Regions from separate parts of the Mus musculus genome. Here regions 1, 3, 4, 5, 6 and 7 are each linked to region 2. A link is a contact called in public ChIA-PET data. All regions are on one chromosome and are shown on one strand. Each heading gives the region's core, a stretch centred on a gene start, on an enhancer-like site or on the middle of the called end of the contact. The rest is flanking DNA. Distances are from core to core; before and after follow the strand shown.

What was found. ChIA-PET counts read pairs in DNA pulled down with a chosen protein or histone mark.
Region 1: a contact with region 2 is called in an RNA polymerase II ChIA-PET map of memory CD8 T cells, with 32 read pairs. The contact joins the promoter of Dhps here to the promoter of Podnl1 in region 2. A contact is called at or near these places in 2 of 115 datasets of contacts at active chromatin or transcription factors (effector CD8 T cells and memory CD8 T cells).
Region 3: an RNA polymerase II ChIA-PET map of memory CD8 T cells shows a contact between it and region 2, with 148 read pairs. The contact joins the promoter of Get3 here to the promoter of Podnl1 in region 2. A contact is called at or near these places in 2 of 39 promoter capture datasets (liver and maxillary cranial neural crest) and 2 of 115 datasets of contacts at active chromatin or transcription factors (bone marrow-derived macrophages and memory CD8 T cells).
Region 4: an RNA polymerase II ChIA-PET map of memory CD8 T cells shows a contact between it and region 2, with 41 read pairs. The contact joins the promoter of Klf1 here to the promoter of Podnl1 in region 2. A contact is called at or near these places in 2 of 115 datasets of contacts at active chromatin or transcription factors (bone marrow-derived macrophages and memory CD8 T cells).
Region 5: a contact with region 2 is called in an RNA polymerase II ChIA-PET map of memory CD8 T cells, with 179 read pairs. The contact joins the promoter of Dand5 here to the promoter of Podnl1 in region 2. A contact is called at or near these places in 4 of 39 promoter capture datasets (cranial neural crest, liver and neutrophils) and 1 of 115 datasets of contacts at active chromatin or transcription factors (memory CD8 T cells).
Region 6: an RNA polymerase II ChIA-PET map of effector CD8 T cells shows a contact between it and region 2, with 12 read pairs. The contact joins the promoter of Rad23a here to the promoter of Podnl1 in region 2. A contact is called at or near these places in 7 of 39 promoter capture datasets (the 3T3-L1 cell line, cranial neural crest, hippocampal neurons and 3 more) and 4 of 115 datasets of contacts at active chromatin or transcription factors (the SCID.adh cell line, bone marrow-derived macrophages, effector CD8 T cells and 1 more).
Region 7: an RNA polymerase II ChIA-PET map of memory CD8 T cells shows a contact between it and region 2, with 348 read pairs. The contact joins the promoter of Junb here to the promoter of Podnl1 in region 2. A contact is called at or near these places in 3 of 115 datasets of contacts at active chromatin or transcription factors (bone marrow-derived macrophages, effector CD8 T cells and memory CD8 T cells).

The regions. Positions count from the first base shown.
Region 1 is chr8:85,070,486-85,073,185 of GRCm38.p6, forward strand. Dhps (deoxyhypusine synthase) reads left to right here and starts at 1,272. Exons shown (of 9, transcript NM_001039514.1): 1 at 1,272-1,568; 2 at 1,967-2,131. The coding sequence starts at 1,362.
Region 2 is chr8:84,124,619-84,127,318 of GRCm38.p6, forward strand. Podnl1 (podocan-like 1) reads left to right here and starts at 1,371. Exons shown (of 10, transcript NM_001013384.2): 1 at 1,371-1,483; 2 at 1,588-1,809; 3 at 2,610-2,700. The coding sequence starts at 1,481.
Region 3 is chr8:85,023,838-85,026,537 of GRCm38.p6, forward strand. It overlaps Get3 (guided entry of tail-anchored proteins factor 3, ATPase), which reads right to left and starts at 1,450. Exons shown (of 7, transcript NM_019652.2): 1 at 1,268-1,450; 2 at 341-488. The coding sequence starts at 1,428.
Region 4 is chr8:84,900,557-84,903,256 of GRCm38.p6, forward strand. It overlaps Klf1 (Kruppel-like factor 1 (erythroid)), which reads left to right and starts at 1,426. Exons shown (of 3, transcript NM_010635.3): 1 at 1,426-1,559; 2 at 2,133-2,700. The coding sequence starts at 1,473.
Region 5 is chr8:84,821,518-84,824,217 of GRCm38.p6, forward strand. Dand5 (DAN domain family member 5, BMP antagonist) reads right to left here and starts at 1,306. Exons shown (of 2, transcript NM_201227.3): 1 at 852-1,306. The coding sequence starts at 1,163.
Region 6 is chr8:84,839,297-84,841,996 of GRCm38.p6, forward strand. It overlaps Rad23a (RAD23 homolog A, nucleotide excision repair protein), which reads right to left and starts at 1,356. Exons shown (of 9, transcript NM_001297606.2): 1 at 1,198-1,356. The coding sequence starts at 1,269.
Region 7 is chr8:84,977,488-84,980,187 of GRCm38.p6, forward strand. Junb (jun B proto-oncogene) reads right to left here and starts at 1,261. Exons shown (of 1, transcript NM_008416.3): 1 at 1-1,261. The coding sequence starts at 942.

The DNA.
Region 1 (2,700 bases), core at 22-2,521, 950 kb after region 2:
GCACTGATGGCAGATATTGGTTAAATGAAGGGGATCGTTGGAAAAATAGTGTCTCTGAAGTCTTTATGTAATAGGAATTTTCTGGGTCTTCTGGTCTTGGCAGTTTTCACCAATCACCTTTTCCTTCAGCTCAGGTTACCAACTCCTCCTCCTCCTCTTCAGAGAGAGAGAGAGAGAGATTGATTGATTGATTGTAGGCCAGAGGACAACCTCATATGTCACTCTCAGAAGACATTCACCTGGTCCTCAAGCCTGTGTTATGACCTTGTGCATGCATGGCCTGCTGTGGCGGTCAGAAGAGAATGTATGGGAATCCAGACTCTTCTTCTATCGTAAGCCTTTGGCTACTGAGTCATTCTGCAGGCCCCATCCCAAGGATCTGCCTGTCTCTGCTTCCCCAGAGCTGGAATTACTGGTATTGTCAACCCCCAAGCCCCTTGAGTTCTGGTAATTGAACGCACATATACAATCCACACTCTTGCTTTTTCAAAAAGCAAGGACCATACTAACATCTATTTCCCTAGCCACACAGGTCCCTTTTGTTAAGACAGGGTCCTGCTCTCTATCGTTCAGCCTGGCCTGGAACTCGAGATTCTTCTGCCTCGACCTCTGGATTGCAGTGTGTCCCAAGCCTGGTTTAATCACTAAACCATTTTCTGTTTCATCATACTATGGTCACCGGGAGGTCAGAGGTCTTGTCCATTGCTAAATCTCAGCTTCCAGCAGAGAGCACTATTTCTAGTCTAGACTACACAAACCAGAAGAAGGGGTGCCCCTGTCCTAGGCTCAGTGTATCATTAAGAGGATGCATGATAGATTCTCAGCAAGCTTCTCGTGGTAAATAGATGGCAGTCATCCCTGCCTCCCCAGAGGCCCATGATCCAGTTAAAATTGAGCTATGGCTGGAGGGGGAAAAGAGGAGGCAACAAAGTTTGTGGAGACTGGAAGAAGCATCAAAAGAAAACACTATTCCATTTGACAAAAGGCTGCAACTCTTTTTTTTTTTTTTTTTTGCCTGATGCCCTAAGTCGTGTTCAAGGACACCGTCCAAGAAACAATCACTTCGCTCATGGGGGACAAGAATATTTGGACAGAGAGACAGCTTGCAAACTAGGCACTTCCCTATGCTTGAAGCTCAGTAACAGCTCCTGGACCACATGTACGGAACACAGGGATAAAATGGCGGCTACCAGGACGGCGGGCGCTGCCCAAGGTCACGAGACCAAGTGACTTCCGGTTTCGTCGCCCCACGCCCCCAAGGCTCTCGAGTCGCACTTCCTGGGCTCCGGCCGACCTCGCTGAGGGATTTTGCGGGTCTCAGGGCGCCGAGGCTGCTGAGACCTGAGAGCGGCCGCGAGCACATGGAAGGGACCCCGCCAGGGGCGGCGCCCTCCTCGGCGCTGGCCGCCGTGCTCAAGCACAGCTCAGCGTTGCCGCCCGAGAGCGCCCAGGTCCAAGGCTACGACTTCAACCGCGGCGTAGATTACCATGCGCTTCTGGACGCCTACCGCACCACCGGCTTCCAGGCTACCAACTTCGGGCGCGCGGTGCAGCAAGTCAACGCCATGGTGAGGCGCGGGGCCACCCGGGCGGGATGCCGGGCCGCTGCGCGCGGATTTCCGCGTGAGCGTCCGGGAGAGGGCGGAGTCCGGGTAAACTAGAGTTCTGCGATGGGTGGAGCTTGGAGTTAAAAATCCAAAAGGGCTTTGTAGGAGGAGCTTAACGCTAGGGGAGCCCGGGGTTCGATTTTCCCGGTGGAAGGAGACTTGAAGATACTGGGTGGTTCTCAAACCATCAAGTGACAGACCTGGACCTGGAATGGGAGGGTTAGGGTCTGCCCAGGGGTTGTGCTTTGGTTTTGTAGTAGTCTCCCTGAGTGCAATCAACCTCTGGAATCCAGGCCAGGTAGGGTACCTCAACTGAGGTTTGGAGTCTTAGTGCAACTTTCCTGTGCCCTTATGACCAGATTGAGAAAAAACTGGAGCCACTGGCTGTAGATGAAGATCATCACGCAGACCTGACTCAGAGCCGCCGCCCACTTACAGGCTGCACCATTTTCTTGGGCTATACTTCCAACCTCATCAGTTCAGGCATCCGGGAGACCATTCGATACCTCGTGCAGCACAACATGGTGGGTCCACGTTAGCTCTGGAACCCCAGCCTCCTTGGGCCAGTAGGAAAAAAAAAAAAAGGGTTATTTTTCAGTTAAGAGAAATGAAGAGGCTCAGAGATTATTTGCGGTCCTGTGAAAGATTTGGGTTTGCTTTTTAACAACCACATGGTGACTCAGAACCGTCTGTAATGGGATCTTTTGATGCCATTACAGATCTGGTGTGTCTGAAGAGAGGGACAGTGTATTCACATATATTAAATACATCTTTTAGTCTTTTTTGTTTTTGTTTTGTTTGAGACAGGGTTTCTCTGTATAGCCCTGGCTGTCCATCCTGGAACTCACTCTGTAGACCAGGCTGGCCTTGAACTCAGAAATTCTGCCTGCCTCTACCTCCCAAGTGCTGGGATTAAAGGCATGCACCACCACCGCCCAAAATAGATTAAAAAAAAAAAAGGGTGTGAGGAGATGGAGTATTGTTCTTTGACATCCCGGCAGTCCTCATGCCTCAGCCTCCTTTCCGAGTGCTGGGATCGCAAGACCGTGCCACTTTTTCTGGCTGTGGGTCTGCTTCAGGCAGAGGGAGGCCT
Region 2 (2,700 bases), core at 121-2,620:
CTGCTGTCTGACTGGTGCCTGCTGTCTGACTGGTGCCTGCTGTCTGACTGACTGGTGCCTGCTGTCTGTCTGACTGGTGCCTGCTGTCTGACTGGTGCCTGCTGTCTGACTGGTGCCTGCTGTCTGACTGGTGCCTGCTGTCTGACTGGTGCCTGCTGTCTGCTGGTGCCTGCTGTCTGACTGGTGCCTGCTGTCTGACTGGTGCCTGCTGTCTGACTGGTGCCTGCTGTCTGACTGACTGGTGCCTGCTGTCTGTCTGACTGGTGCCTGCTGTCTGACTGGTGCCTGCTGTCTGACTGGTGCCTGCTGTCTGACTGGTGCCTGCTGTCTGACTGGTGCCTGCTGTCTGACTGGTGCCTGCTGTCTGACTGGTGCCTGCTGTCTGACTGGTGCCTGCTGTCTGACTGGTGCCTGCTGTCTGACTGGTGCCTGCTGTCTGACTGATGCCTGCTGTCTGACTGGTGCCTGTTGTCTGACTGGCTTCCGCTCCAGCTTGGCTGTCTTTCCTGTAGGCCAGGGCTACCTGCCTGAATCCCAGGATCCCCAATTCCATAAGCGCTGGGAACTGAACTCATGTCCTTTGGGAGAGCAGCCAGTGCTCTGAACCACTGAACCACCTCTCCCACCCTAGGTGTTTGAGTTGACAGACCTTGAGGAAGAGGCCTCTTTCATGTACATTTGACACGTCGCTTGTTTTTTAGACAGGCTCTTACGCAGCTAGTACTGGCTTCGTCGGTATCTTCCTGCCTCAGTCTCCCTAAGCCCTGAGATTGCAGGTCTGTGCCTACAACATGCTGTCCTCTCAGTTGCATTAGCTTACTGAACTCTACAAGGTTCCTGGAAGGTGAGACAACCATGACCAGTTGCGGAAAAGGAAGCTGAGGCAAATAGCCCAGGGTCAGACAGGCAGGCCAGCACCCAGCTCTCACGGACACCCACCAGCCTCTGCCTCCCTTACATTAATTTCCTTCCAAGAGCCATGACTATCTGGGGAGTGGGCAGTGGCTGCCAGCCAGGCATGAGAACAGAAGCCTAATCCTCCCTTGAGCCCTTCTGGCTGGCTTCATCTCCTTGGGGACTCTCTAACGCCTGCCCCATCCACTGGCACCCCATTCCTGTCTGTGGTCAGACCAAATACCAGATAGGGTGATTCTCAGCTTTTCCTCAAGTATTCGTCATGGCTGTGGCTCGGCTCAGGCTGGCTGAGGTTATGAAAGTGGAGCTGGGGTGATTGGAGCAGGCAGGGAATGAGGGATGGGCTAGATGAGCCCTCGGCCTGCCCTCTTCAGGGAGGGGAAAGGGACAGTCATCTTCTCAGGCCCCGCGGGGTGTGTGTGTGTGTGTGTGTGTGTGTGTGTGTGTGTATGTGTGTGTGTGTGCGCGCTCTGTGCTGAGAGATGGAGGGCAATTGTAGTCACAGCAGACACTGGAGGACGTGAGTGCTGGACAGAAGCTGGGGAGAGGCACAGCAGGGCTGACTATGGTGAGTTAGGCAGGGAGGGTCTGAAGGCAGGTCTGCCCATCCCCTGCCTGGTTCTGCCCACTGGTCCTCACCAGGTGGCTTTCTGGCCCCTTGCTTTCCTCCAGAGGCCTCAAGAGCTGCTATTGCTGCTCCTGATGCTAAAGTGGTCGTTAGCACACACGGAGGACCCTGCCTTCCCACACTTGGGTGACAGCTCACAGCCCCTCCCGAGGCCCTGTCCTTGGCGCTGCTCCTGTCCCCGAGATGACACGGTGGACTGTGCTGGTCTGGACCTGAGGATATTTCCAGACAATATCACCAGAGCTGCTAGGCACCTCTCCTTGCAGGTAAGGGCTGGGGATCTGAGAGGGAGGCATAGGGCAGGGTTCATGTGGGAGGTCCACATGGCAGAGCTGAACCTGCCCTTGCTCTGGTTCCGCTAAGCCAGGCCAATGTCAGAGGTAGAAGCATCGTGTGTCCCGAGAGTGGAGTTTGGGGTCAGAATCTTAGGACTTACGTTGTTTTGGTCAAAACACTGAGTTCAGCTGCATGGTTGTGGCATTCGCCTTTAATCCCAGCGCTGGGGATGCAGAGGAAGGCAGATAGATCTCTGTGAGTTCAAGGCCAGCCTGGTCTACAGACTTACAGCCAGGGCTACAAAATTAGTCAATAGTTGTGATGTTGGAGGTCACAGGAGTATTTTGGAATGGTTTTGGGCAAAAGGGTGTTGGGGGCTGAGATCAGAGTCTGTTGTAGTGGCCCCAGTACTAAGGACACAAGTAGGAGGCCATCCTTCACTGCAGAGTGAGGCCCTCTGTTGGGGGATGGGGTGTTGGGGAAGGCTAGAGGAGTGTCAGAGACCAGGTTCAAAATCAGCAGCCCATGTGGCTTCAGGCCCAGGGTAACCGTGTGGTTTGCTGGGTGGTGCAGTAAAGAGCTTAGTGCCTCACAAGCCTCAAGGTTGTTTGGGGTCACGGAATGGGATGTCTTCTTTTCTCCTCCTCTTCCTGTTCTCTCTGGAGATATTAGAGATGAACCCAGGGCCTGCCTTGTGGATGCTAAGCAAGTGTTCTGCCACTGGGCTGCACCTCCAGGTTGAGTTGAGGAGCAAGAGACAGGCCTTGGTGTGACTGTCTTTATTCCACAGAACAACCAGCTTCGGGAGCTCCCCTACAACGAGCTGTCCCGCCTCAGCGGCTTGCGCACCCTGGACCTGCATAGCAACCTCATCACCTCTG
Region 3 (2,700 bases), core at 200-2,699, 900 kb after region 2:
CTCTCTGGGTGTATGTTGGGGGTGTGACGCCTAGAGATGAGTATGTAGACTATGATTGGCCTGGTGGCTGCTGGTAGGTACGTCCTCAAAAGGCCTTATGGTTGGGGCCGGAGAGATGGCTTGGTGTTCAGAGTACTGGCTGCTCTTGTAGTGGATCTGGGCTGGATTCCCAGCACCCAGATGGTGGCTCACAGCCATCTGTAAGTCCAGTCCCAGGGGATCTGATGCCCTCATCTGGCCTCCATGGGTACCAAGAATGCACTCTGGGTAAAACACCTGTCACTAAAACAAGATCTGCCTTATGGGGACCTCAGGCAGAGCTGAGGCCAGCTTTACTTACCATAGCAAAGAGGTTGTCATAGCCTTTGACCTTGGTAGGCACCTTGGAGAACTTCTGGTCAAAAGCATCTGAGATGTTGTGAGCTGGGTCTGTGGAAATGATCAGAACACTCTCACGTCCCTTCGACAGCTGGACTGCCAGGCTGCAGCTGCGAAAAAGAAACGTGAGAAGATGAGGAGTGAGGAGTCAGTTTTGGTAGTGGTGTTTGTAGCAGGATCTGCAAGGTCAGGCCACAGAAACCTGGATCTGCAAGGACCTTATGACCAATGTATAGGTCCCAGTGAGATCAAGCCTTACTTAATCCTTGAAGAAATCACCACCTGACTTCGATTCCGATAGGACTGGTGTGCAATATTCAGCTGACTGATAGGATCTTTTTGAATGCCTGTTTCTGCTTTTTTTTCCCCTCCCTTTTTGGCACTCAGTGGCACAAACCAGCTGTCCAGCAGGCAGAATGCTTTCCCTCCCTCCCTCTACTTGTTCAGGACAATGTACTTCACCTCTCAACGAACCGAGGCACCATAATCACGTGCCCTTTCCACTCCGTTTTACTTCTTCCCTCTCTGGCATCAAATAGAAGTCTGTTATACTAAGACAGCTTGCCTTAGTGTCGCTCCCTCTACTCTGAACTCCCTGGGGGAGGGTGGGGGGGGTACTGTCCGGCGGGCTGCGGGATTTACGTGTTCCTCTGCACATCCCACACGCTGAATTCACAAGACCCAAAGAGAGATGATCCAACCCAGGATGCTAGGCTTGCATTCAGGAGGTATCTTCAGCAGGCTGCAGTAATTTCCAGAGAGAAACAACCCCGTAGAGCCATGCTCAGTTCGCTTTGCCCCGCTCGGGAAGAGAAAGCCGGTCCCTGTCCTCCCTTTGGTCCAGTGGTACATCCCACCCGTCCTCTGGGCCCCGCTAGAGTCTCCTTACCTGCAGGTGGTCTTACCAACGCCACCCTTGCCCCCGACGAAGATCCACTTAAGGCTACGCTGCTCGATGATATTGCTAAGCGTGGGTTCCAGCGGCTCCACATCAGGTGCATCCTCGAACTCTTCTGCTTCAACCCCCCACCCGGCCACCCCCGCCGCCATCTTGGACCCGGCTCACGTGATTAATCGGGGCGCACCACGTGCTAAATACGTACAGGGGAAATGAGTCTGCCACAGCCCTGTACAGGCTGGAAGTCTGACTTATTTTACTCCTGCATTGACATTTGGAGATAATGAGCGCTATCTTTTCACCATTTTATGAGTCAAGGGCTCACCTTTGTGAACTTTTGTCTGTAGTTTTCTAAGGATTCCCCTGTCTCGCGGACATATTGGTATGACCCAGACTACTGCTCTTCACTGATTGGGCCCTGAGTCTTGCGGCACTCTTTTCATTGGATGAATCTTGTCTTACTTCCACTAGTCACGCTCAAGTCCCTGCAGGCGTCAACCTCTCCTTAGCAACCAGGCAAACATCCTGGCCAAGCTTTTTGCGTGAAGTTAGAGCAGAGGTAGCTCTTGATTCCATAGGCTCAGTTTCCTGATTATCATTTCCCCCTTACTTTCTGTGTTGGACCTCAACATCTCTTCCGGTCCTCCAGTTACCCAGTTGGTTGTGAGCCACATGGTTTCTGTCGCAAACCAATTACGAACGAACTGGTTATTTGGCTGAGGGTCGATTAAAAGACTCCATTTGCTGCAGAGTATGCAGACTTTCCCCCTGTGTTCCCGGAACTCCCATGTTGGGCAGGAATGATTCCTGCAACAAGTCGTCCTTGTAGAAAGAACTTTAATTTCTGAAACTCTTATTGCGCTTGGCACTCTGCTTTCTCTCTGGGTGTGCTCCAAGTTCAGCAAATGCAATTTTAATCGAGTCCCTGTCCTTGGGAAAGAATACAAGGGTCCTTAGTCCCTTCATGCAGTACGCAGCTCAAAACATTAAGTCTTAGGTTCTCAGCCTGGAAATACGTTCGGCTTCATTTTAGTGCTCCAGCCTCTTTAAATACTAATCTCAGGCAGTGTCTAGCTGCACGCAGCCAGCGGTTTTCTTTCTTTCTTTCTTTCTTTTTGGTTTTTCGAGACAGGGTTTCTTTGTGTAGCCCTGGCTGTCCTGGAACTCACTTTGTAGACCAGGCTGGCCTCGAACTCAGAAATCCGCCTGCCTCTGCCTCCTGAGTGCTGGGATTAAAGGCGTGCGCCACCACGCCCCGCTGCCAGCGGTATTTTTATTTCAAGCTAAGAGATTAACTTCAGAGACAGATGTCAAACCTGGAGATGCTTCCATTCTAATAGGAGGTATCAAGTTAGATATGCTTTGTAGACCTAGTTAGGGGCCACACAAGTTCCCAAGGGACAATTGAAAACACAGGCTCCAAA
Region 4 (2,700 bases), core at 176-2,675, 780 kb after region 2:
GTGACACTTGGCTTTTGTGTCAGTGCCAGGGATCTGAACCTAGGTCTTTATGCTTTTCTTTTAAAGTTAATACGGTGCAAGCACTCCATGAAGCTAAGTCCCCAGCACTGTTTTACCCTTGTTGTCGTCTTTCGAGACAAAGACTATGTAGCCCTGGTTGTCCTGGAACTTATTATGTAGACCAAACAGACCTTTCAAATTCATAGAGATCCACCAGCCTCTGCTTTCCAAGTGCTGGGATTAAAGGCATCACTACCATGCCTGACTAGGTACCATTTTCTATAATGGATCTGATGTCCCCTATGGACACCGAGCAATGATGGTGTATGTGTGATATTATTGTACCCGTGACACCCCATTTCCCTACCCTGACTCATAGGGCACCAGAATAGAAGTATGGGAATAGCAGGCCATCTATCATGGGGTCCCGCACACAATGAGCCGTTAGGCAGAGTCAGGGCTGAGCTCTTCTGAACGGCATACTAGCTGCAGCTCCATCTATGGGTCCTAGCCCACCACACTGTAAACTTCCTAGCCATCCCCTTCAGCTCCATGCAGTAGCCAGTGAGGGTCCTCAGAGCCCCAGAGTGGGCTGATTTGAGGGGACTCCTTTTGCTAAACAGCTCAGACCTCAACACAACAGAGCAATTCAAAGCTAAAATAATTTGTGGCACCAACCCCCAGCTCTTCTGCTCAAGGAGGAACAGAGCTATGGTTGTTCTGGGCCCCCTACCTGATAGCGGCCTGAAACATCTGGTGTGTCTGATAATGCCTGAAAGGGAGCCGGTGCCAAGGCCCGCCACTAGCACCGTTGCTGCTGTTGTCTGGGAGAGTAAGGACTGCAGTGGTCTCCATGGGGGTCAAAGGGTCCCAAAGACCTTTCCCAAGAAATCTATCCTTCCTGGTCCACTCCTTGGAGAGAGACTTGAAACCAAACCAGAGGGGTCTTCTCAGTCCTGTGGGAGGTGGGGTGGGGGTGGGGAGCAGCGACCAGGACTTTTCTTTACCCAACCTGAATCCTAAAACTTTGAAGCCCCTATTCCTTGACATCTGATTGACTTTACATACAGGGTTGGTTTTCAGGGACCAGTTTGAAAACAGGCCAGGGTGAGGTCTATTCCTTGAAAGTGACACATCACAACTTTAATCCCAGCACTCAGGAGACAGAGGTAGGCAGATGTCTGTGAGTTCTAGGCCAGCCTGGTCTACATAAGCCAGTCCAGGACAGCCAGGGCTCAGTTACACAGAGAAACCCTGTTTCGAAAACCTTAAAAAAAAAAAAAAAGAAGCACACCACACACATATCGCACACACCCCTCCTTTGCCGTTTTGCTTTGCCTGGGTCTTATCAGGGAAGACAGCCAATCAGATGTGGGCAGACAGGAGCCCTCCAAGAAACTTTCCTAGCCTCATAGCCCATGAGGCAGAAGAGAGAGAGGAGGCCTGAGGTCCAGGGTGGACACCAGCCAGCCATGGCCTCAGCTGAGACTGTCTTACCCTCCATCAGTACACTCACCACCCTGGGACAGTTCCTGGACACCCAGGAGGACTTCCTCAAGGTGGGGCCAGTGTGAGTGTGTGGGAGGGGGCAGGTGGTCTTGCATAGGGCATAGTGCTTAGGGGTGGGGCGTCTATCTTACTTTAATATCCTCTGCTCTGTTTTTTGGGGGTGGAGGAGTGGGAGAGCCTCTGAGCCTTGTTTGGGGGAGATGTTCTAGGGGTCTGAGATCAAGGTGAGGCCTATTTCTCCAACAGGAAGCAGAATTCTAAGCTCTATATCTTAAGAGACTAGGCTCATAGAGACAAAGGTCCAGATAAAGGTGTCCTGGGATTTCCAGGCTTTGAGCTGTAATTTTCTGGGCTATGTGAAGACAGGGAAAGGCTAGGGAAAACGGAGTCGAAGCTGTCCCCTTTGACTCAGAACTCTGCAACCCCTTCTCCCATCCTGAATACTATTCTTGGTAAGTGTCTTAGCTGTCTCTAGCAAGACCTAATGGAGTTGTCTGGAGCTGAGAAAGGGGTTAGGGGAACCGTGTGGGTAAATGACAGGCACCAACGGTGTTTCCAGCCAGGGTTGTTTGAGGGCCAGGTACCCAGTGCCTACCATTCAAGCAGTACGCTCCCTCCCGCAGTGGTGGCGGTCTGAGGAGACGCAGGATTTGGGGCCGGGGCCCCCGAATCCCACGGGGCCGTCCCATCACGTGAGTCTGAAATCGGAGGACCCTTCCGGAGAGGACGATGAGAGGGACGTGACCTGTGCGTGGGACCCGGATCTTTTCCTTACAAACTTTCCAGGTTCCGAGTCTCCCGGCACTTCCCGGACCTGTGCCCTGGCGCCCAGCGTGGGGCCAGTGGCACAGTTCGAGCCGCCTGAGTCTCTGGGCGCCTATGCGGGTGGCCCAGGGTTGGTGACTGGGCCTTTGGGCTCCGAGGAGCACACAAGCTGGGCGCACCCGACTCCGAGACCCCCAGCCCCTGAACCCTTCGTGGCCCCTGCCCTGGCCCCGGGACTCGCTCCCAAGGCTCAGCCCTCGTACTCCGACTCGCGAGCGGGCTCCGTAGGGGGCTTCTTCCCGCGGGCGGGGCTTGCGGTGCCCGCAGCTCCAGGCGCCCCCTATGGGCTGCTGTCGGGATACCCCGCGCTGTACCCCGCGCCACAGTACCAAGGCCACTTCCAGCTCTTTCGCGGGCTCGCGGCGC
Region 5 (2,700 bases), core at 56-2,555, 700 kb after region 2:
GGCTCAGTGGGAAGAGCTTGCCTCACACGCATGAAGCCCTAGGTTCTGTAAACCAGGTGCGGCTGCACACAGAAGGTGAGGTCAGGGGTGGGATCTTCTGTCGTTGCTGTCTTCCTTTGTTTGTGTTGGTTTTCCAGACAAAGATTCTCTGTGCCACCCTGGCTGCCCTGGAACTCACTCGGTGGACCAGGCTAAGAGAAGTGGAATTATTTATTTATTTATTTTTGGTTTTTCGAGACAGGGTTTCTCTGTAGCCCTGGCTGTCCTGAAACTCACTTTGTAGACCAGGCTGGCCTTGAACTCAGAAATCCGCCTGCCTCTGCCTCCCAAGTGCTTGGATTAAAAGCATGTGCCACCACTGCTAGGTAATGGCACATATCTGTGGGCACATGAGTATGTGTGTATGCAGAGGAGTGCTGGGATTAAAGGCATGTGCGAGAAGTGGAATCTTAAAATCCTTTTTAGCTACATAGTTTCAGCCCTGAGAGCACTTTAGTTACATAGAAGTCAGGGTGGGCTGCAGGAATTCCTGTCTCAAAAACAAAACAAACAAAAACAAACAAAAAAAAACAACAAAGAAAAAAATCAGACTTGAGAAATGAAAACAAAGGCAACCACAGTGGCAGAAGTGGAAAACCACTTGCCCTGTTTGATAAGGAAGAAACCTAAAGTTTATAGGCACTTAGCTTCAGGACTTGAGACTTAATTGCAAATCTGCCTGGCCATAGGACCTGTGCTCTGAACACTGCTGAGAGTGCCCCCCACTACTGCTACCACCACAGACCCCATCATTACCAAAGATGACACCACCACCACCACCATGGACACAACCACCACCACTACAGACTCACCTGAACAAAGGACAGAGCTTTACAAGTCTCCTGAAGCACTTCTTGAGGAGCCAAGGGCAAAGGCACACCAGCAGCTACTCTCTGCCCTCCTCCCTGCAGCTCACCTGTCCCCTGCTGTTTGTTCTGCAGGCCCAGGAAGGCCTCCCAGCTACCCAGGGCAGAGATGGGCACCAGGGGATCCAGAGTCCAGCTCTGATTGATAGCAGTCCCGGACTGAACAGGGGTCGCTGGGGCCCCAGGCCTCCCTGAGCCTGTGGGTAGCCAGGCCCCACTGAACAGACCCAGCAGCGTGGTGAACTGGCTACGGAACATCACTTGGCTGTGCAGTCGTTTGTCTGTTTGTCTTAAAATGGGCTCAGGGTCCTTCGCAGTGGGCCCTGCTGTCTAGTGTGTGGAGTGCGGGCCCTCAGAGGTCTGCTTTTTATCACTGTTCCCTGGAGAGCAGCTTGAGAGTTGTTTTCTGGGAGCTCACAGCAGGGAAGGAAGGGAAGCTGACCTGGCCAATCCCACAGCTCCTCCCAGCCTGCTGAGAGTCCCTGGGGGGGCTGAGCCTGCTCCATGGGGACCATGAGAATCAAGGTAGGCAGGCCCAGGGGACAGCAGCTAAGGGGTCTTTTGAACCCTCAGACCCCTATTCATCCACTTAGTGACATCACACCCTTCGGTGCTGCCCTGAAGTTTCTTGGCTGTGCACCTTCATGCAAGGTCATTAACCACCTTGGGCTTCATCCCTTCTCTGTAACAGGATACTGGCAACAGCATCAGATACAACCTCAGAGGTTGTGTTGAGGACTCAGAGAGACCTGAAACACACATACTCATGCTCATTTGTCTCATGAACCCATAACTTTTTCCCCCTGTTCTGAGGAAGAAACCTTTATGAATTATAAACAGCTCTGCAGCACTCCTGTACCCAAACGACAATGAATTAACCTGACTGCTACTACTGTATTACTGGGTGGGGTGGAGACAAGACCTCTGTATTATGTAGCTCAGATTGGCCATTATCTTGAGCTTCATCCACTTCAGTCTCCTGAGTACAGAGACTGCAGGTATGGGCCACAACTCCCATATCTGTCATCCCAGCACATAAAAAGCACCGGCAGGAGGATCCAGAGTTTAAGGGCAGCCTTGGCTAAAGAGCGATCTTGTTCCAAAGGAAAAATAAAACAATAGGATGAAATGAATTTCAGAGGGATCAAGGTACCGGTTTCTGATACCTGGGCCGTCAGGGAAGACCCCCCCCCACCCCCACCCCCAAGAAGGTGACACTTTTGCAGAGACCTGAGATGCTGATACAAGCGATGGGAACAGAGTGGTGGGAAGTACACAGAAGACGTGAGATTGCATCCCAGACTTTGGGTTCTCAAGGCGCCTGTGGGGGTCGGACACGGCCCTTGTCGGTGCATCTCACACCCAGGTGAGGAGGAGCAAGGCATGGCGGCAGGAGCGTGAGAAGCTGCTGCCTGGGTCCTTCCCGCGGCGCGCTCGCCATCTAGCGGCCGCTACACCCTGGGACACTAGCTTCCAGCCTGCTGTTCCTCAAACATCCTTTCTGAAGAACCTCCAGCCAACTCCAGTCCTATACCGACAAAGGCTGCAGCCCAAGCATTGCAGCGGCCTTGACGTTTTCTCTGCCAGAATCCCCCACTTCTCACTTCCACCTCACTTCTTTTTGGATGAGCGCACTCACCTCACCTCCCACTTTCTCCTTTGCTCCACGTGGCTGCCAGGAGACACCTGAGAGCACTTCAGTCAGGTCAAGGCCCTTGGCTTACATCCCTCCAAGGTGCCCATCTCCCTTCTGGAGCAGGCTAAAGACCTTTCCAAATCCCACCAAATCCTGCAC
Region 6 (2,700 bases), core at 106-2,605, 710 kb after region 2:
AACTGTTCACCGTGTGTGTATATGTGTGTGTGTGTAATGGTAGTGGTGGTTTGGGGACAGACCCCTAGCTCAGGCCTTGTATATTCAAAAGCTCCATCCCCAACCTGTTTTACAACTTGTTTTACAGAGGCCTGTGGAACAGAACAAACACAAGTCAGTGTTCTCATGAAGAAGACACTGATGTGAGAAGAAAAGCAAACTTGTATTTCCAATGGGATGTGGTTAGGAGGGGAAACAGTAATAAGAAAATGAAACGGTGTATCCATCGCTGGCCTCAAACAGTAACTTTTCTGTACTTACTGAGGTCATCTTTCTTCCCTCCATTTTTGGAACAGGATTTTATTCTGTACTCAACTCCAGGCTTGCCTAAAACATCATAGCCCAGGCTGGCCTAGAACTCCAGGTAATCTCTGCTCAGAGATTATGAACATGACTACCAAGCTTAGACTTCACTGAGGGTACACCAATGGCTTCAACCTATGTTTTGAGAAGGTTTAGGGGAGGTGGCCCAAGACAGCAATATCAGTTACTTGGAGGTTAAGTAAAGAAGGTTCACATGAGCCCAGAAGAACAAGACTAGACTCCACTCTCAAAAAGCAAAACCAAACAAAAGTTCATACAGCATGTTTAGGCTGCTGTTATGTGAAATGGAGAAAAAAAAAAATCTTGTCACTGTCATTATTGGCTGTGACCGTGGCAAAGTTCCTTAACTCCGTGGTTGTCAAAAGGGGAAAGTCAGGAGTCCCCAAACGACAACACTGTTTTGCAGACTCAGCAAGATGACACTAATACTCTGGTAAAGAATAAACTGGTAAAGAATAAACGGCCAACAAAGACGGACCACCAAAACTATTAAGATTAAGACCATTTATTATTATCATCATTGTAGTCACCAGTCGGCACCTCGTTGGCACTGAGGGCAAACTGTGCCACCTGAGCAGCTTGCAGGCTGGGAACGCGGAGCCCGCAGCTGACACGGGAGCCAGACCTGGGAACTCCCAGGGACTGGCCCGGGAACAGCGCCCGAGCCGCCGGGGCAGGGCAGGGCCGATCGGGGGGATCCGAGGAGGTCGGGCTGCTGGGGGAGGGCAGGGCCTGGCCACGGCGTCCTCTCCGCCCCTCCCGTTGGATCCCGGCATCCCTGCCCCCACCCACCCCGGCACCCGGTCGCTCCCGCCCCCGGGCTCCGGCCCGCACCGTCTCGTCAGGTTCCATGCGGATCTTGAAGGTCTGCTGCTGCAACGTTTTAAGGGTGATGGTGACGGCCATGGCGGGGCCGGAGCAATGCGGCAGCCCCGGGATCCTCGTACTACATGCAACTCACGCCGCCGCCATCTTAGCGCCCAGCCGCGCCGCGCCAAGCACTTCCGGGGCAAGTGTGCAGCGCCCGCCGATCGTCAGCGCCGGTGACACCCTCCTCGACCTCTAGAGCATGCGCGGCTGCACCTTACCTTAGACATGCGCAATCTTAGCTTTGTGAGCTTTTGCTGTGTGCACCAGCATTCCGCTGTCTTGGTGACATCATTTCTGCTAACAGTGATGTCATTATACCCACAAAATGGCTCCTAAGGACTTTTAAAGTTTTTAAGGTGTTTGTTGTAGATTTCTGCTCCTAAGTTATTTTTCATACATTCTGCCTATTTCAAGTGACCCAATTTGGATCTGGTCAAAATAAAAGGAATCTTAGCAGAGGACTGCCTAGAAGTTACCATCAATCAATGTAGAGGAGGGCAACTATGTGACCCCATTTTCAAGGACCATCTTAATTTTTGGAATAAATTTACACTTCTAGTTCATGAGTTCCCCACATCTTTGTAATCCTGCAATGACCTACCTATTCATCCAAACATTTTCAAGGTTCTTTTATATTAAATATGTAATTCTCCCCTCCATAAATTTTCCTTACTTACACCAACTCTTAAGGTACCTACATTTTTCGTGGGGGGAAGGGGTAGTATTCATGAAGCTTTAGACCACCCTCACATACCAAAAAGTAATGAAAATGTCAGACTCAGGATAGGGCAGTTCATCAGGGTGATTTAAGGGACTCTCAAACAGAACTAACATCACCATCCTCTTAGATGCTTGCTTTGCCCAGTGTTTCTATCCACACCAATGATCAGGCAATTAACCAAGGCCTGCCTCCCTCCCTTCACTTGAGTCTAGACTCCAGAATTGAAAGCTAGATCACAACTTTCTTGTGAAGAACACAGGCTTCCTCCTGCCCATTCTTCAACCTACTACACTAGAGTATAAAAGGCAGCCTTGAGACTCAACAATGAGTCTCTTCTTTTCCTTGTGGTGGGGATGGAACCCAGGCCATGCTAGCTAAGTGTCCAACTGAACTACATAACCCAATCCTGGAATCTATCTTTATCAGCTCAGTCCTAGAACCATGGGCCCTTGGGGAAAGTAGATCACTGTCCCTGAGCTCAGTCAGTCCCTTTGACTATTATCTACCAGCATGCACCCCACTACTGTGAACTTTGCTCAGCTTTCCTAGGTGTCAGTCCAACAGATCCATCCCACTTTTAACCAAGATGGCTAATATTTGAATTCACTAAATTCTAGTCAGTCTGTCAATGAGGTCTGTGCTAGAATCAAAACTTACACGTCTATGAGTTTAGGATCAAGACCTGATGGCTACTCTCCCATTTAGAGACTATGGGATACATATAAATGACATTTCTGAGACTCTGC
Region 7 (2,700 bases), core at 11-2,510, 850 kb after region 2:
TAGGAGACCGGCAGCACTCGACAGCCCCGCGTTCTCAGCCTTGAGTGTCTTCACCTTGTCCTCCAGGCGCGCGATGCGCTCCAGCTTCCGCTTCCGGCACTTGGTGGCCGCCAGCCTGTTCCGCAGCCGCTTTCGCTCCACTTTGATGCGCTCCTGGTCTTCCATGTTGATGGGGGACACAGGCGGCGTGGCGTCGCGGCTGCGTGCCTCCGGTACGGTCTGCGGTTCCTCTTTAAAGGCGGAAGCGCCGCGACTCAAGCCCAGCTGTGCCGGGTGGCCGCCCGCAAAGGGTGGTGCATGTGGGAGGTAGCTGATGGTGGCCGTCGGGTATGAGCTCCCAGTCCCGACGGCGGTCCCGGAGCCTCCAGAGGGTGCAGAGGCTGGGGAGTAACTGCTGAGGTTGGTGTAGACGGGAGGCGGCTCCGGACCAGCATAGACGCCCCCTGGGCCGGCCTGGGGACCCCCGCTGGCGCCCAGGGACACGTTGGGGGGCGTCACGTGGTTCATCTTGTGCAGGTCGTCCAGGGCTTTGACAAAACCGTCCGCAAAGCCCTCCTGCTCCTCGGTGACGCCGCCCCCTGTACCTCCACCGCTGCCACCCCCACGGGGGTAAAAGTACTGTCCCGGAGGCGTGGGCGTCGTCGTGATCACGCCGTTGCTGTTGGGGACGATCAAGCGCTCCAGTTCCGTGGAGGCTAGCTTCAGAGATGCGCCTGTGTCTGATCCCTGACCCGAAAAGTAGCTGCCTGCCCCACTGCCCTCCGGGCCTGGACCCCGCGCCCCAGGACCCTTGAGACCCCGATAGGGATCCGCCAGGTTGAGCGCCAAGGTGGGTTTCAGGAGTTTGTAGTCGTGTAGAGACAGGCTGCCAGGGCTCCGACCGTATCCCGCCGCTGCGTAAGAGTCGTCGTGATAGAAAGGCTGTTCCATTTTCGTGCACATCCGGGCGGCCTGGGCGATCTGGGAAAGGTCCCCCTGAAGGGCCGCCCCGGGCCTCGCTGCGGCGAGCGGCGAGCTGTCCTCGGCTGTGGCAGGACCCGGTGTCCGGTCGCGCGTCCTCGGGAGCTGGAGACGGTCAGCAGCGGCCAGTTGGCAGCTGTGCGTAAAGGCGCTGCTGGGCTTCCGGAGATTTTCTCTCCCTCCGTGGTGCGCCTGCTTTCTCGGCGTCGCTTCCCTCAGTTCCCCGCTCCCAGCAGGATCCTACGCTGGCCTGGCCACCCTCAAAGTCCCCAGTGCTCGGCCCCAGCCCCAAGCTTTTATACTGAATTTGTCAGCTGCGGAAGTGCACTCCGATTGGCCGACGCGGGAGCCAGGCCCCCGCGGCCCCCTCCTAGAGCGTGGGGAAGGGGAGGAGGCGGCTCGCGTCACTGTCAGGAAGCGCGTGTCCTTGTAAACAGCGGCCACGAGCCGGGTGGCTCTGCGCGGCTGCAGGGGGAGGGGCTGTGGAGACAGAGACACACAAGCAAAGGGATGTTGAGGGGCCGAGGCACATAGGGGCTAGAACTGCGGGAGTACAGCCAGGTGCTTATGAGATACACTGCAAGTGGAGATTGGATACCTTAGGATATCCCCGGAAAAGTCTCGTGGGACCCAGGGTAGCTGTGGCTTGTGAACTGACAATACAGTAGAAGACCCCAGAAAACAGAGAAGATACAAAACAGGGGCAATTGTTAACATTTGGCCTAGGAATTAACCAGAGGTCCCGGGTACAAAGTGCTTAAAGAACTGGAATTGTCAGTTGGGAGGAAAGGGCCAAGACACAACAGGGCTCAGGTACCTATTGTACAAGAAATGAGTAGGGGCTCTAGAGTCCATAGATGAGTCTGAGGGTTTCCCCATAAGTGGAAAAGGGAAGGAATTTTGGGGAGGTCAATTTAGATATTCAGAACAAAGGTCCTGGGGACGCTGAGGTAATCGGAGTAGAAAGATGGGAACATATCTAGCAAAGGTTGGGGTCATTGTGGATATTTGCAGAACTCTGGCAGAGAATTAAAATGGTCACGACATAGCTTCCTTCCGAGCTATGAAGGCAATGACAGGAGGGTATCTGAGATCTTCCTGAGAAGATGACTCGGAGGATCCCAGAGACCAGGACTTGTACGAATGAGGCTGTACCTCGTAGGTGGTCCCTAGGGCACTGACATGCCCAGTACCTCAGCCCAAAGCCCTCCCTTAGTCACCCGGGGCTCGCCCGATATCCTGTCAGCTTTTGGAGGGCCGATGGGGCGGGATAGCTGGGGTGCGGTCGCCCAACCCCACTCCCTTCCTTAGAAACAGGCTAGGGAAAGAGAGCCGAGGCAGGAAGTGTGGCAACAGCCCCGAGGGGGAAAGAGCCCGGCCCTGTCTCGTCATTGTGAGCCTAGGGGATGGTGCACCCTACCCTGGGCCTGCCAAATTCTGCGCCTGGGAAGAGGAACCTCGGCAAGCGACCCTTGGGGAAGTCACAACCCAGCTACAGACGCTTCTAGTCATAGTCTGATCTCCCCCATCTAGAAATGGTTCAGCCTGCAACCATCGGCGACTAATAAGCCTGGCAGCCGAGGACTGTTCCATTGGCCGGCTGGAGGGGGATGCAGCCTGGGAGCGGGGCCTCGTCACCAAGGCAACAGGCTGGAGTCCGTGAATTAGATTGGGGGCGGGGCACCCCCCCCTGAATTTCTCTCCCCAGCACCCATATTAGGGCACAGGAAGAGGTGGGAC